Linked DNA regions of Mus musculus: all the other regions are linked to region 1. Evidence: chromatin contacts called from public Hi-C and HiChIP or PLAC-seq data. All regions are on one chromosome and are shown on one strand. Each heading gives the region's core, a stretch centred on a gene start, on an enhancer-like site or on the middle of the called end of the contact. The rest is flanking DNA. Distances are from core to core; before and after follow the strand shown. Region 1 holds the start of Mtarc2 (mitochondrial amidoxime reducing component 2). Region 2 holds the start of Slc30a10 (solute carrier family 30, member 10). Region 3 has its middle 63 kb from the start of Gm34177.

Region 1 (3,848 bases), core at 919-3,418:
CTTGTCCAGGCATGGGACATAAGATGTTGGAGAGCAGAGCAGAGAGTGAGGCCTGGAAACCTTACAGAATCAGGAACAAAAAGAGCAAAGTGGCAGGGAGCAGCTGGAGCGACCCCCACTCCGCTATGCCCACTAATGTCATGCTCTAGAGAAGTGGTTCCCGACCTGTGAGTCAAATGACCCTTTCATTAGGGCCACACTTCAGACACCTGCTTATTAGATATTGACATTGTGGTTCCTGACAGTAGCAAAATTATAGTTATGAGTAGCAATGAAATAATTTTATGGCTGGGGGTCACCACAACACGAGGAACTGCATTTAAGGGTCTCAGCATTAGGACGGTTGAGAACCAGTGCTCTAGAATTTGTAGGTAACCCATATATAGGTCATTATAATACTATATAACACATACTCCTGGGAAGAGATTTAAGATGCTTATGAGATGCTAATGCATGAAGATGTAAGTGGAAATGTGGCTACACACACACACACATGTGCACACACACATGTGCACACACACTGGTTTAAGCAAATGTTTTTCTTAAAAAAAAAACCTCTTCTCCAGCAGGTGGCTTAGTCCTACTTTGGAGGGGACAACAGATTGGCCTCCTCAAGAGGCCTTGGACAGATTATGTCTTGATGCAAAGAACCATCCTTTGAAAAATAAACCAACTCCCATCCTATGTAAGAAAGTCTGTTCTTATCCCAGTAGTCTGCTTGAATGAAATTTTTACAAAATAATGGCAGACATCAGTTAAACTGTGAAGCCTGGGTTTTATCCATCAAGTAACTATTGACAGAGTGTGTGTCTGTAGTGGGGATGAGCTCAGATCTAGTAGGCATTGAGCTTTTCAGAGGGAAAGTGAAGGGGCAGAGAAGGGGGGGGGGAACACGTGCTACATGGGTAGGCTCTCTCAGTCTGTGTCACCTATCAGAAGCAAACACACTTGCTCTGCCAGTTACAGAGGTTGGGGCTCTGTCCTGTCTTTCCTCCCATGCAGAAGTCTGTCGTCTCTGGTGACTGTCCACGCAGCAGAATTCAACATTCTAAGCCCTTGGCTATTTTAAAATTTTTATTTTTATTTTAAGTATGTGGATGTTTTTGCCCGCATGTATGCCTGAGTACCACCTGTGTTCCAGCTATCTGCGGGGGGCAGAGAGAGTGGGGGTCTGCAGGGGGCAGAGAGAGTGGGGGTCTGCAGGGGGCAGAGAGAGTGGGGGTCTCTTGGCACTGGAATTGCAGACAGATACGATCTGCTATGTAAGTACTGGGAGTCCATCTGGGTGCTCTTAACCACTGAGTCATTTCGCCATTTATTTATTTAGCGTTTATTCTCCCCCTGTCTCCTCTTTCTGTCTCTCCATGTACACCTCCCACCCTCTCCTCTCTCGTGTCTCTTGTCTCAGTCTTCCCCTCCCCTTCCCAGTCCCCCTCTCCTTCTCCCTCCCACTCTCTCTGTTTGTTCAAGAAATGGTTCCCTCCCTTCTATCACATGGCTCCCAGGGACTGAATTCGAGATGTCAGTGTTGGCAGCCAGGACCTTTATGGGTTGAGCGGCTTTCAACTGATGAGTTAATCATTGATGCTTCTGAGACAGGTCCTGGCCATCAATAGCCCACCGTGATCTTGAACTTGGGGCTATCTCTTAGCCAAAGCCTGACATTTGGATTCCGTTTAGATCGTTGTCTGAGAAAAGTCGACCAGAGTCCTCTATTCGGACCTCAGCAAGTGGTAAGCTCTGGCAGCCTTTCCCTTCCTTGCGCTGTCTTAATTGGCTGGTGTACCTGTAACCTCAGGTCACGCTGCCAGAAGCCGCGCCAGTAGTTTTGTCTCTACCTGCAGAGATGGAAGCCGAGCGTTCCAGAGAGTTGCGCGATCTTCGGGAGACCTATCCCAAAGTTGTCCCCAGGAAACATTCCTCCATTCTGCTTCATTTCAGTGCAGCAGCTTCTTGCACAATTGAGTGTGCTCCTTTTAGAAGCAAAAGGGTTAATGAGTGTAGCAGGTTGAAGAGTCATGGGGGGAGGGATCACTTTAAAGGCGGACAGAGACAAAGTAAAATGAAAGTGACCACCCCACGCTGTCACCCGCGATGGGCGTGGGCCAGGCTCCGCCGACACTGATCTGGACGTGAGCAGCATAAGTTTGACAGGCAGTGCGGCTGCGCCAACCCTGGCTCCTCCCACACTCCCGGAGCCTTAAGCCCCGCCTCGACACCGCGGCCCAGTAGCCCAGGCCTGCCCGGGATAGTGTAACATGGGTTCCTCCAGCTCTACGGCTCTGGCTCGCCTCGGCCTCCCTGGGCAGCCGCGGTCCACCTGGCTCGGCGTCGCCGCGCTGGGGCTGGCTGCGGTGGCGCTGGGGACCGTAGCTTGGCGTCGCACGCGTCCCCGGCGGCGCCGGCAGCTGCAGCAGGTGGGCACGGTGTCGAAGGTTTGGATCTACCCGATCAAGTCCTGCAAGGGGGTGTCGGTGTGTGAGACCGAGTGCACGGACATGGGGCTGCGCTGTGGCAAAGTGCGCGACAGGTACGCCGAGCCCCGCACTGCACCGGGCGCGAATGGGCCGGGGCGAGGGAGGTGGGGCCTTGCCTATCCTTGCTCGGAAGTGTGAGACCTGGAACCAGGCGCCCCTCGGTGAGTGCAAACTTTGTGAGCCTGAGCCTGGAGCAAGTCGAGAGAGGAGTTCCGTACTGCAAGCTGTGTTCTCCCCAAACCTAGAAAGTAAGGGTTTGTTGCTTCTGGGAAACACACATATGGGAAAGAGATGACAGCAGTTACAGCACGGTGCACATTGACGAGCGTGTTCAAGTTGAAATCTAAGTTTGCAAGCCCAAATATGTCTGTGGGGAGACCTTCCGGGAGGAGAATTTTAGTTTTACCACATGCAAATTTACTCTAAAGCGAAACAGAGCGCCTGGATTTCGGCCCCCACCCCTTTCGGCTTCACAGAACTGAGGCTTGTTGCCTGAATTCTCTGGGCTGTCGAGCTTTGATCCTTTAGCTGCGAAGCCCGTGCTTCTGGCTAAAGTAGTTTTGGAAAACTGAGTTGGAGCATTCCTGGAACCCTGGGGGGTGGGGGGGGGGGGGGAGACTCCCCTGTCAGCTGTCCGTACAGCTCTCCTAACTGTAGGACACTAGAAATATAAAATGCCATTGGCTGAGCGTTTTCAAGAACATCGGGCCTTCCCTCTAGTTCTGGTGACCACTTGAACGAGTAAGGAGCAGAATTACACGGTTTGCCGGGGGTGGGGCGAGGGAGGGGTTGTGGTAGATGGCGATAGAGAGCTAGTCACAAACGGGTATGAAATAATAATAAAGGAGGTTAGAATAAAAAAAAAGAGTTTAGTTCTGCTACAGAATAAATTTATAGATCAGGAATTCCGCTCATGGATTTTCCATTCCTCATTGGCGGCCTATGTTTGCAATGCTGGGAGGTTTGGGTTTAAATTATCATTTACTGAGGGCCTGGGGATATAGCTCCGTTGGTAGGAGAGAGTGTTTGCCAAGGGTTCGTGAAGCCCTGAATTTTATCCTCCAGCATCCAAGGGAGGCATGGTGGCACATGCCAGTCATTTCCACACAGGAGGATCAGAAGTTCAAGGTCACTTCCAGGGAAGCTGTAGATTTGGGTTCAAGGCCTGCCTGAGCTATATGAAAACTTGTGTATATACTGAAATGAAATAAAATGAAATAAAATACTACCATTCCTCGAGAGTCCCATCCCTGTCCAAATGAATTGAAATCACCAAGAATGGAGAATCCCCCCAGGGGATTGTTCTGCTATAATGAAATGGTTTCCTGCGAGATCATTGTGAGAAAGATGTTTAGAGTTTATTAAAGTGTG
Region 2 (3,848 bases), core at 832-3,331, 610 kb before region 1:
AGTCAGGAGAACGTGGCCAGGATATGTGGGGATCTGAGGAACATGATACATATGTGGAGATGAGGAAAACATGGCACGCATGTGGAGGTCAGGAGAACATGGCATTATTTGGTACTCAGTGGAACTCGGGAGACCATGACAGGGACATCTAGGGATCAGTGGGATATGATACATATGTAGCAATCAAGAGGTTATGACACTGATAGGTGACGCTCATGAGAACATGACACATATGTGTAACTCAGAGGAACATGGCGCTGATCTGGTCAGCCCAGGAACAGGCAGCTTCAGCGTGGCTTAATTAGAGCAAAGATAAATCATTAGCAACCAGCTTCTCCCTCAGAATCAATGCGATGATTAGGCAAGAGGAGAGGGTCATAGTCTGCAGGTAACTGACCCACTTCCCAGCACACTGTTGCTTTCCTAAAAGCAGAAGTACTCACAGCACAGACCCGTGAGTCAGGGAAAGGAGCCGGAGCTAGCCCACAGACAAGCCTACCTCTGATATTGAGTGCTTCAGACTTCTTCTCTTTTTTCGTCGTCTCTTCTGGTTCATTCTCGGTGTTCAGGGAATCACCTGCATTCAAAGAAGAAACCTTGTGTTGTGTATGAGTTCTACAAACAAAAAGAACCAATGATCTCAAAATGCGGTTTTGTTATTTTCAATTCCTCTTAGCATACAGGAGTCCCCCGCTTCTCCTACACTCAGCCCAAATAGGTACCTTTTAACCCAGAGGAAGCCCGAGGTCCACCCTTGGTCTTCACACACACAGCTTTCAAATTAAAAACGGGACAAGGATAAGCCTACACCTATCCCCCAGATCCTCAATACCCAAGAGGCAGGAGATAGCCCTGACACCGATGTCAGGGGAGGAAACATCCAGTTAGCACCGGAGAAGGGGCAGGATAGGAAATGCTCCGTTGCCCAATAGTTAAGAATTGATTTCCAAGATCAATACTGCCACAGGAGAGGGGAAGATAAGGACTACAGGGTCAAGAAGGAGAAAGAGAGGAAAATGGGGCGGGGGAGGGGGGAGAGAAGGCAAGCAAGGAAGGAGAACGAGGAGGGAGGGAAAGATGGAGAATTAAGTGAGAAGAGAAGCGAAGGGACTTTTTGATAAATCAGTCAAGAAAACGAGCCGAAAAAGAGGTAGTGGATGAGTAAAGGGGTCCAGATGCCAGGAGGAGGAGGGAGAATTGAGGGAAGAACAAAGTGCTCCCAGTCCGGAAGGATGCAACCGAAAGGCACCTGCTACATTAGAGAACACGGTCGCGCCCTCCTGCTGCTTTCTTCCGGCCGAGGACCCCCGGAGAGTCACTGCTGTGCCCGAGCCAGGAGCTGTGGCTGTCGCAGCCTCTTGGGGACACCCCAAAGCGCCACGAGGATCCCCCTGGCTTGGCTGCTGCGAAGGGCGGGTCCGGCGACCCCGCGTGCAGCGGGAGAAGCAGGCGCCGCAGTCCTGGAAGATGAGCAGCCCCACCACGTTGACCGCCAGCCCCAGGGCTCCCACGATAAGCACCAGCTCCGGGTCGTCGATGCGCTCGGGCCGCGCAAGGCGCAACACGGCCTCCACGAAGATGGTGAAGCAGAGCGCAGTGAGGAAGACTGCGTTGCTGAGCGCGCCCACCACCTCGGCCCGCACGTAGCCGTAGGTGGCACTGGAGCCGCGGGGACCGCGCCGCGCGATGTAGCCGGAGCCCAGGCCCACGCACAGCGAGATCAGGTCTGACAGCATGTTGAACGAGTCCGAGAGCAGCGCGATGGAGTTGCCCAGGTAACCCGACACCAGCTCGGCCACGAAGAAGGCCGCGGTGAGCACCAGCATGAACAGCAGCCGGCACGTCTTGCCTGAGTAACGGCCCATCTCTACAGCCCGCTGCGCCCCGCAACAGGTTGGCGGGGGGGGTGGGGGGGGCGGTCTGGAGCCCACCTCCTGCTGCAGGCCCGCCCTTACCCGCCCGGACCTTTTATGCTTCCAGCTCGCGCTCGCGGGACCAGAGTCTGCAGGAGTGGCCCCAGAGTCGCAAAGGCCACCTCCCGGGGCCCCTGCCCCTCCTCCCTCGCCGCCCAAGCTTGATTTGGCTGGTGGCCACCAGCCTGTGTCTCCTTCTAGGTCTGGGCTGGAGACCGGAGCTGCTGGGAGGAGGGGCGCATTGGGATGTCAATCTTCTTAAATCTCCACCTCCACCCTCTCTGAGAGAGAGATGCACGGGATGGTCCCGCTCCTCCAACTCCACCCCGCCTTCACCCCTGGGCTACTACAGATCTGTGTATGCCGCTGATAAGGACCTAGGCTGTAGTGGGTGTGCGCACCGCTGCCTACGTGCCCAGATGCGAGTTGCAGGGCAGATTCCATATGAGCTGGTGGAGCCTAGTGCCCTTAAAGGTGTTTCCTGCTTTTCCACTGGTTAAATGGTATCTCATTCCTCCCGTTAACCCCTGTCCCTGAACCCATAGTCAAAACCCTTTATCCTTTCTTCTTCACAAAGGCCACGAATCCTATTACTCCCTTATAGCACAGTATCGCCATCTCCCTTTTAGGGGTCTCTATCTGAGTCGAGCTGTCTACAGAGGAGAGGAAGGCAGGCAGCCCAGGGTGCATGGCTGCCACTGCTATTAGCATTAGTATGGAGCACTGGTATAGCACTCCAAGGCTGGGATTCTTTGTGTCCCTTGGCCATCAAAGAAGCCAGGTTTGGTCTCCTTTCCTAGTCTGTCAGAAAGAATTTCTACTGCCCCTAAAGGTGACCCTATACTCATAGTTCAATTGACCCAATTTTTTTTTTCCAAATAGACCCTGTTCCAAGTGACAATCACTCAAAGGGAACATGTCCTGGACTTGAGAGTCTACACTGCAGCCCCTTCAGAAAGGGTATTTGCTGTTGGTCACTTCGGAGACAGAAGTTGGTAACCATCGACTGAGGTATCGATGTGATAGGCTTTGGTTTGGAGGAATGTGGGTTTGGGGACTTTGGATTTGGAAAGCAGTGGAATGCTCTAAGCGGGGCTCAGTGAGCCATCCTAGCAGGAATATGGAAGACTTTGTTGCTGAGGGTGATTTGAACTGTGGAAGCCTGGCTCTAGAGGTTTCAGAGGAGAAGGATTTTAATATGTGGTGACCTTGGGGCAAGACCACAACAGCTAAGTTTAGGTTCGGGCATGGCAGTACGCCCCTTTAATCCCAGGAGGCAAAGCCAAGCTGATCTCTGAGTTCAAAGTCAGTCTACAGAGCAAGTTCCAGGACAGCCAAGCTTAGGCAGTAAAGGAGTTGGAAAACAGAAATCCGGTGATACTGTAATAGAACAAGGGGGCCATGTTCCAGCCCCAGCAAGCAGCAACTTCAGCACGTGGCTCTGGCTTTAGGGTCAAGAACAGAAGGAACTACTGGGACAATGGATGCTGGTTGACTGTAGCTAAGAAATCAGCAGTGATTAAGAAGAGACCAGCATCACCGAGGTGAAATCGGAGAAGTGTTTCCTGAGAGCACAGAGAAGCTGTGTTCCGGAGGTAGCTAAGGTTGTCTACAAGTTGCCTTGCTCATGGTGTCTGTTCACAGCAGTAAAACCCTAGCTAAGACAAGTGGGGTGTGGATGGGGGAGCCCTGTGCCTCACTCATTTTAGGAAGGGTCTGAAGGCAAAGCACAATAACCGTGTCTCCCCATAAACTTTAACCACCCTCATGGAGAAAATGCACAGGGTTGGAGCTTGGAAATACATTCTATGCCTTCCTCAAAGCAAAGCCAACGAGCAAGGGACAGTGGTGCAGCAAGGGACAGTGGTGCAGCAAGGGACAGTGGTGCAGGCATTTACTCTCAAATGTCCTAGAGGATTGGCTTGAGACTGGAAT
Region 3 (3,848 bases), core at 459-2,958, 580 kb after region 1:
GCTTAAATATAATAATAAAGTAAAAACAATTATATCCAGATAACTGGAGCCAAGTGAGAATGGCTTTTCGGAGAGAATTTCTGGTTTTCTTTTTATCGACTGGGTATCTCAGCTTAACGAAATGATATTGGAAGGAGGATTTGCGCAGCTATTTTATCTGAACATGTGGATCAGGGTTCTGCTGACATAGCTCTTGAACCGCAGATTTCAGCGACAGTGATCTCTAGACATAATAGTTGTAAGCTGAAGATGTGTCATGTGGGTGATCAGAGAGTGCCTCTAGGTCACAAATGCCTGTGGCACCTCATGCTCAGAATATTCAGTTAGATCCAGAAGTGTATTTAAGGAATTGCTGGGGCTGAAAGGTGGCTCAGTGGTTAAGAGAGGTAGCTGAACCTCCAGAGGACATGAGTTCCTCCCCCCCCCCCTGCTCCCCTGGCATCGAAGTCAGGTGACTCCCAACTGCCTGAGGCACCAGGGAATCCAATGTCCTCTTCTGACCTCTGAGGGCATTTGCACACAAGTGCATGCCCCCACCTCATGCATGCACACACAGGCAGACATGTGCATGTGTGCACAACAATGTATACATCTTAAAAATACGTTTTTAGAATTCTTTCCACTAGTTCGGCATCGTTTTGAGAGAGCAGACCGCTGTCCCCGTTTTAATTTTAGCCACAGCATGAAGTTCTTAGTGAGTAATAAATTAGTAAACAGCTGCATGCGTGGTGAGAAATCAGGTTAAGGAGTGTGCAGTTTGGAAGGAGTCGGAGCTGTAATGAAGACATCTATGTGTGTTCGAAAGACCAGAATAAAGAAGGCAGGGTCCGGGAGGCAACTCTTCTCTGAGGGTTTGTTTCTGGTTAACCAGCCTGGTGGGCACAGCCACTAGATACACTGAGATCACTGTCCCAAAGGCATCAACATCAACAAATAAAGCCAAAGGAAAATAACATTCCCTCAAAGGGAACAAGCTCTTCAGGCCCAGAGTCCATTATGATGTCTAGATGGAGTAACAGTTGCTTCGAGTAAGTCACCCATCCCACATTAGCTGACCGGAGAGCTACATCTTTTCAAATTTTAATTAAAAGTGTGAAAATATATCTTGGACTCTCAGGAATGTCGACTTTCAGAAGTGGCTACTCCACTTTCAGAGTAGCAAGGGAACGAAGGAGATAATTCCTTAAGTGATGAAAATCTTTTGGCTATTTCAAAACAAAACAAAGCAACTAAAAGCACTAGAGAGACGCCCCCCCCCTCCCCACAAACTCTTTAATTTGCAGAGCTTCTTAACAGATCTCAAGAGACAACTCTTGTTCCTGGGGTTGGCCTCCAATGTGTAACTTTTAAATGTCAAAAGGCACTTGGGTTATCCAATTCTAATGCAGGGCCAGTCCCGATTCTGGAGGCTAGGACAGACAAATAAAAATTCTCCCAGCACGTTTTGGTAGTGATGTTTTTCAGCTGTAGCACGGCACAGGGGTGAGAGTGAAAACCAGGTGAAGTAGAAAGAGATCCGGGAACAGATGGCCTGTGTTTTTAACTTTTTCTGGGTCTCCACTCTCTTGGCCACCTACCGCTCCGTCGTTCTCCCAAGGATTGGCACAAGTTCCATCTGCTACTCCATTTAAATCCTTAAACGAGAAGCTGCCCGTTATTTGTCCTGGCTTTGAGAACTCGCTTTGCTTTTGCACCTTTACAACCAACATCTGGATGCACCGCAAACATCCAGAAAAGCTTTGGGTTTTCAAAGTCCCAGAAACACGCCCTCTGCGCACAGCTCCTTGTGAGAAGACAGACCCCTGGTGGCCAATGACTGGAACTACACCCCAGGTTTGTTGTGTGATTCTCCTCTCAGGGTTTAGTTTGGGCCTTTCCTGCCCCTGTTCCTTCCGTGCTTTCTGGGTCCAAATTGCTGTTGAAGGTGGACATGATGCAGCTGTGTGGAAGTGACTCTTAAGTTCAAGTCAAAAGACTTCCAGAACAGTTACATCAGCTCTGTGAACGCTCTGAGTCACAAGGTCTCTGAAGTTGGCCAGAGCAACACGCTTAACAGTTGTTTAAGTTACTAAAATCTCTTGACCAAGTTTTGGGAAAGCGCTTGATCTCCACCTTGAAAACGCCTTTACTTCCTCTGTCGCAACAATACGCTTCTACTTTCTTTGGTGGAATGAAGACGAAGTGTCAACAGTGTGAACTCTTTTGACACTACAGAAACGATCATTTGGATCATCGAAGTGTGGCCCTAGCCTGGGTATAACCCTGTACCACAGCCAAGCATGGTTCTGAAAACCGAATGCTCCAAGGAAGTATGTATATACCTGAAAGAAACCGGAAAGTCCCCACCTCCACGAACATTCTGTAGACATTCACTCTCCGGCAAGGACAGAACACACAAATGCTTGCTGTTGCCATTCTACCTGTAAATGAGGAGCAAAGACATGCATCCCAACAACACGTGTCTGCCATCAGGTCAAAGTATCCGCTGAAGTGACACACTGGGGCTGAAGATTCGCCAGTCTCCTCCCCTGCTGTGCCAGAAGGTCTGGCATAACCAGCATGGATGAATCTCTTGTGGTACAATTAATTATAGGATCTAGTTGTAGGTACAATCTGTGCGTTTGTTTTACGCTCACTACAGTGCCTGTGGTGTCACGTCACACAGCCTCATCTTCTTGCTTGTGCTTTTGGGGAACACAACATCCTTGTTGTAGCAAGAGGAAGCCAGGTAACCATGCTTAAGTCTAACATAGGTCTCCCATCTTCATGTAACACACACACACACACACACACACACACACACACACACACACACACAGGGAGGGTAATGTAAATCCAGGATCTAACAGGTCAATGATTTTGTACTCCCCCAGAAAGAATGGGAAGAGATTTTAAAAAGCCCTTCTTTGTTACAAGAAAAGCAAGTTAGTTTAAACGGTCCAGTGAAATAATGGATTTGTTTTACTTTTCTTGTTGCTCTGACAAAAGCAACCGAAAACAACACAAGAAAGGGGTTATCGTGTGGCTCTTGGTTGGAGAGAATGCAGTCCATCGCGGAGCTGAATCATGGCACCGTGGGTGTGAATAGCTGCTCACTCTGTCCTCGGGTAGGAAGCAGGCAGAGATGACTCTCTCTAGGAAGCAGGTGTCGATGAACTCCAGTGAGGGTTTATTCGCTTTCTTTATTCAGCATAAAACTCTAAAGATTCCAGAAGGAAATGTCAGGAAAAATCTTCATGATTTGGGTTGAGGCAAAAAGTGAGAAATGATTCCAAGATCATGGTCCACAAAACCAAAGTAAGATTTTATTTATTTATTTTTAGTGAAAAGTATTGTTCTGCTAAAGTTCTGCCAAAAGAATTGAGCTGGTTGGTTACAGCTATCAACTTGACACAATCTAGCACTCGCCTGGAAAGAGATTGTCCAGATATGGTTGACCTATGTTGGTTTGGTATGATTTCCTCAATTGATGGGGGAAGAACCTGTAACTTTATTTTTTTCAAACCTATTGTTAATGATGGTGCTCAAACGCTTTAACCTCCCTTATAGCTCACCACCCACCAGAGGTAGTGGGGAAGAAAGGATATGGGGGAAGTGGACCTGTTTAGAAGGGCTCTTTGGAGCAACTCCTGTCTGTGTTGTCTGGAAATCGGCAGTTCAGTTCACAGGTTAGCAGACCGGTAGCTCAATCCACTAGCAAACACCTCACAGATACACCAGCAGCCAAGTTCGTTAGAGTCAGGATAGCAAACACTGGATAGCAAATGGTGGCACTACCTAGCAGAGACAGCCAGGCCTCAGCCTTGACTTGAGTCAGCAGGAGGGAGCAGGAGATACCAGGAGACCAG

Evidence for each region. Hi-C and Micro-C count contacts between places; a contact is called where the count stands out from the background. HiChIP or PLAC-seq counts read pairs in DNA pulled down with a chosen protein or histone mark.
Region 2: a contact with region 1 is called in an H3K4me3 HiChIP or PLAC-seq map of embryonic stem cells, with 7 read pairs. The contact joins the promoter of Slc30a10 here to the promoter of Mtarc2 in region 1. A contact is called at or near these places in 1 of 39 promoter capture datasets (liver) and 2 of 115 datasets of contacts at active chromatin or transcription factors (bone marrow-derived macrophages and embryonic stem cells).
Region 3: a Hi-C map of the N1E-115 cell line shows a contact between it and region 1, with 2.2 times the contacts expected there. The contact joins the enhancer-like site here to the promoter of Mtarc2 in region 1. A contact is called at or near these places in 3 of 39 promoter capture datasets (the 3T3-L1 cell line, hippocampal neurons and pre-B cells), 1 of 484 Hi-C or Micro-C datasets (the N1E-115 cell line) and 3 of 115 datasets of contacts at active chromatin or transcription factors (bone marrow-derived macrophages, microglia and pancreatic cancer cells).

What each region holds. Positions count from the first base shown.
Region 1 is chr1:184,844,228-184,848,075 of GRCm38.p6, reverse strand. Mtarc2 (mitochondrial amidoxime reducing component 2) reads left to right here and starts at 2,168. Exons shown (of 8, transcript NM_133684.4): 1 at 2,168-2,530. The coding sequence starts at 2,259. Gm34451 (a long non-coding RNA gene) reads right to left here and starts at 2,229. Exons shown (of 2, transcript XR_865818.3): 1 at 1,839-2,229.
Region 2 is chr1:185,453,081-185,456,928 of GRCm38.p6, reverse strand. It overlaps Slc30a10 (solute carrier family 30, member 10), which reads right to left and starts at 2,081. Exons shown (of 4, transcript NM_001033286.2): 1 at 1,250-2,081; 2 at 500-577. The coding sequence starts at 1,865. It overlaps Gm2061 (predicted gene 2061), which reads left to right and starts at 1,361. Exons shown (of 3, transcript NR_040305.1): 1 at 1,361-1,893; 2 at 2,796-2,924.
Region 3 is chr1:184,264,236-184,268,083 of GRCm38.p6, reverse strand. No RefSeq gene overlaps it. Among named protein-coding and RNA genes, the nearest start is that of Gm34177, 63 kb to the left of the region's middle. Within about 2 kb of position 1,708, at least 18 of the 459 cell types and tissues checked have an H3K27ac peak or open chromatin away from gene starts, as enhancers often do. A contact at or near this core is called in the N1E-115 cell line and pancreatic cancer cells, where this site is marked.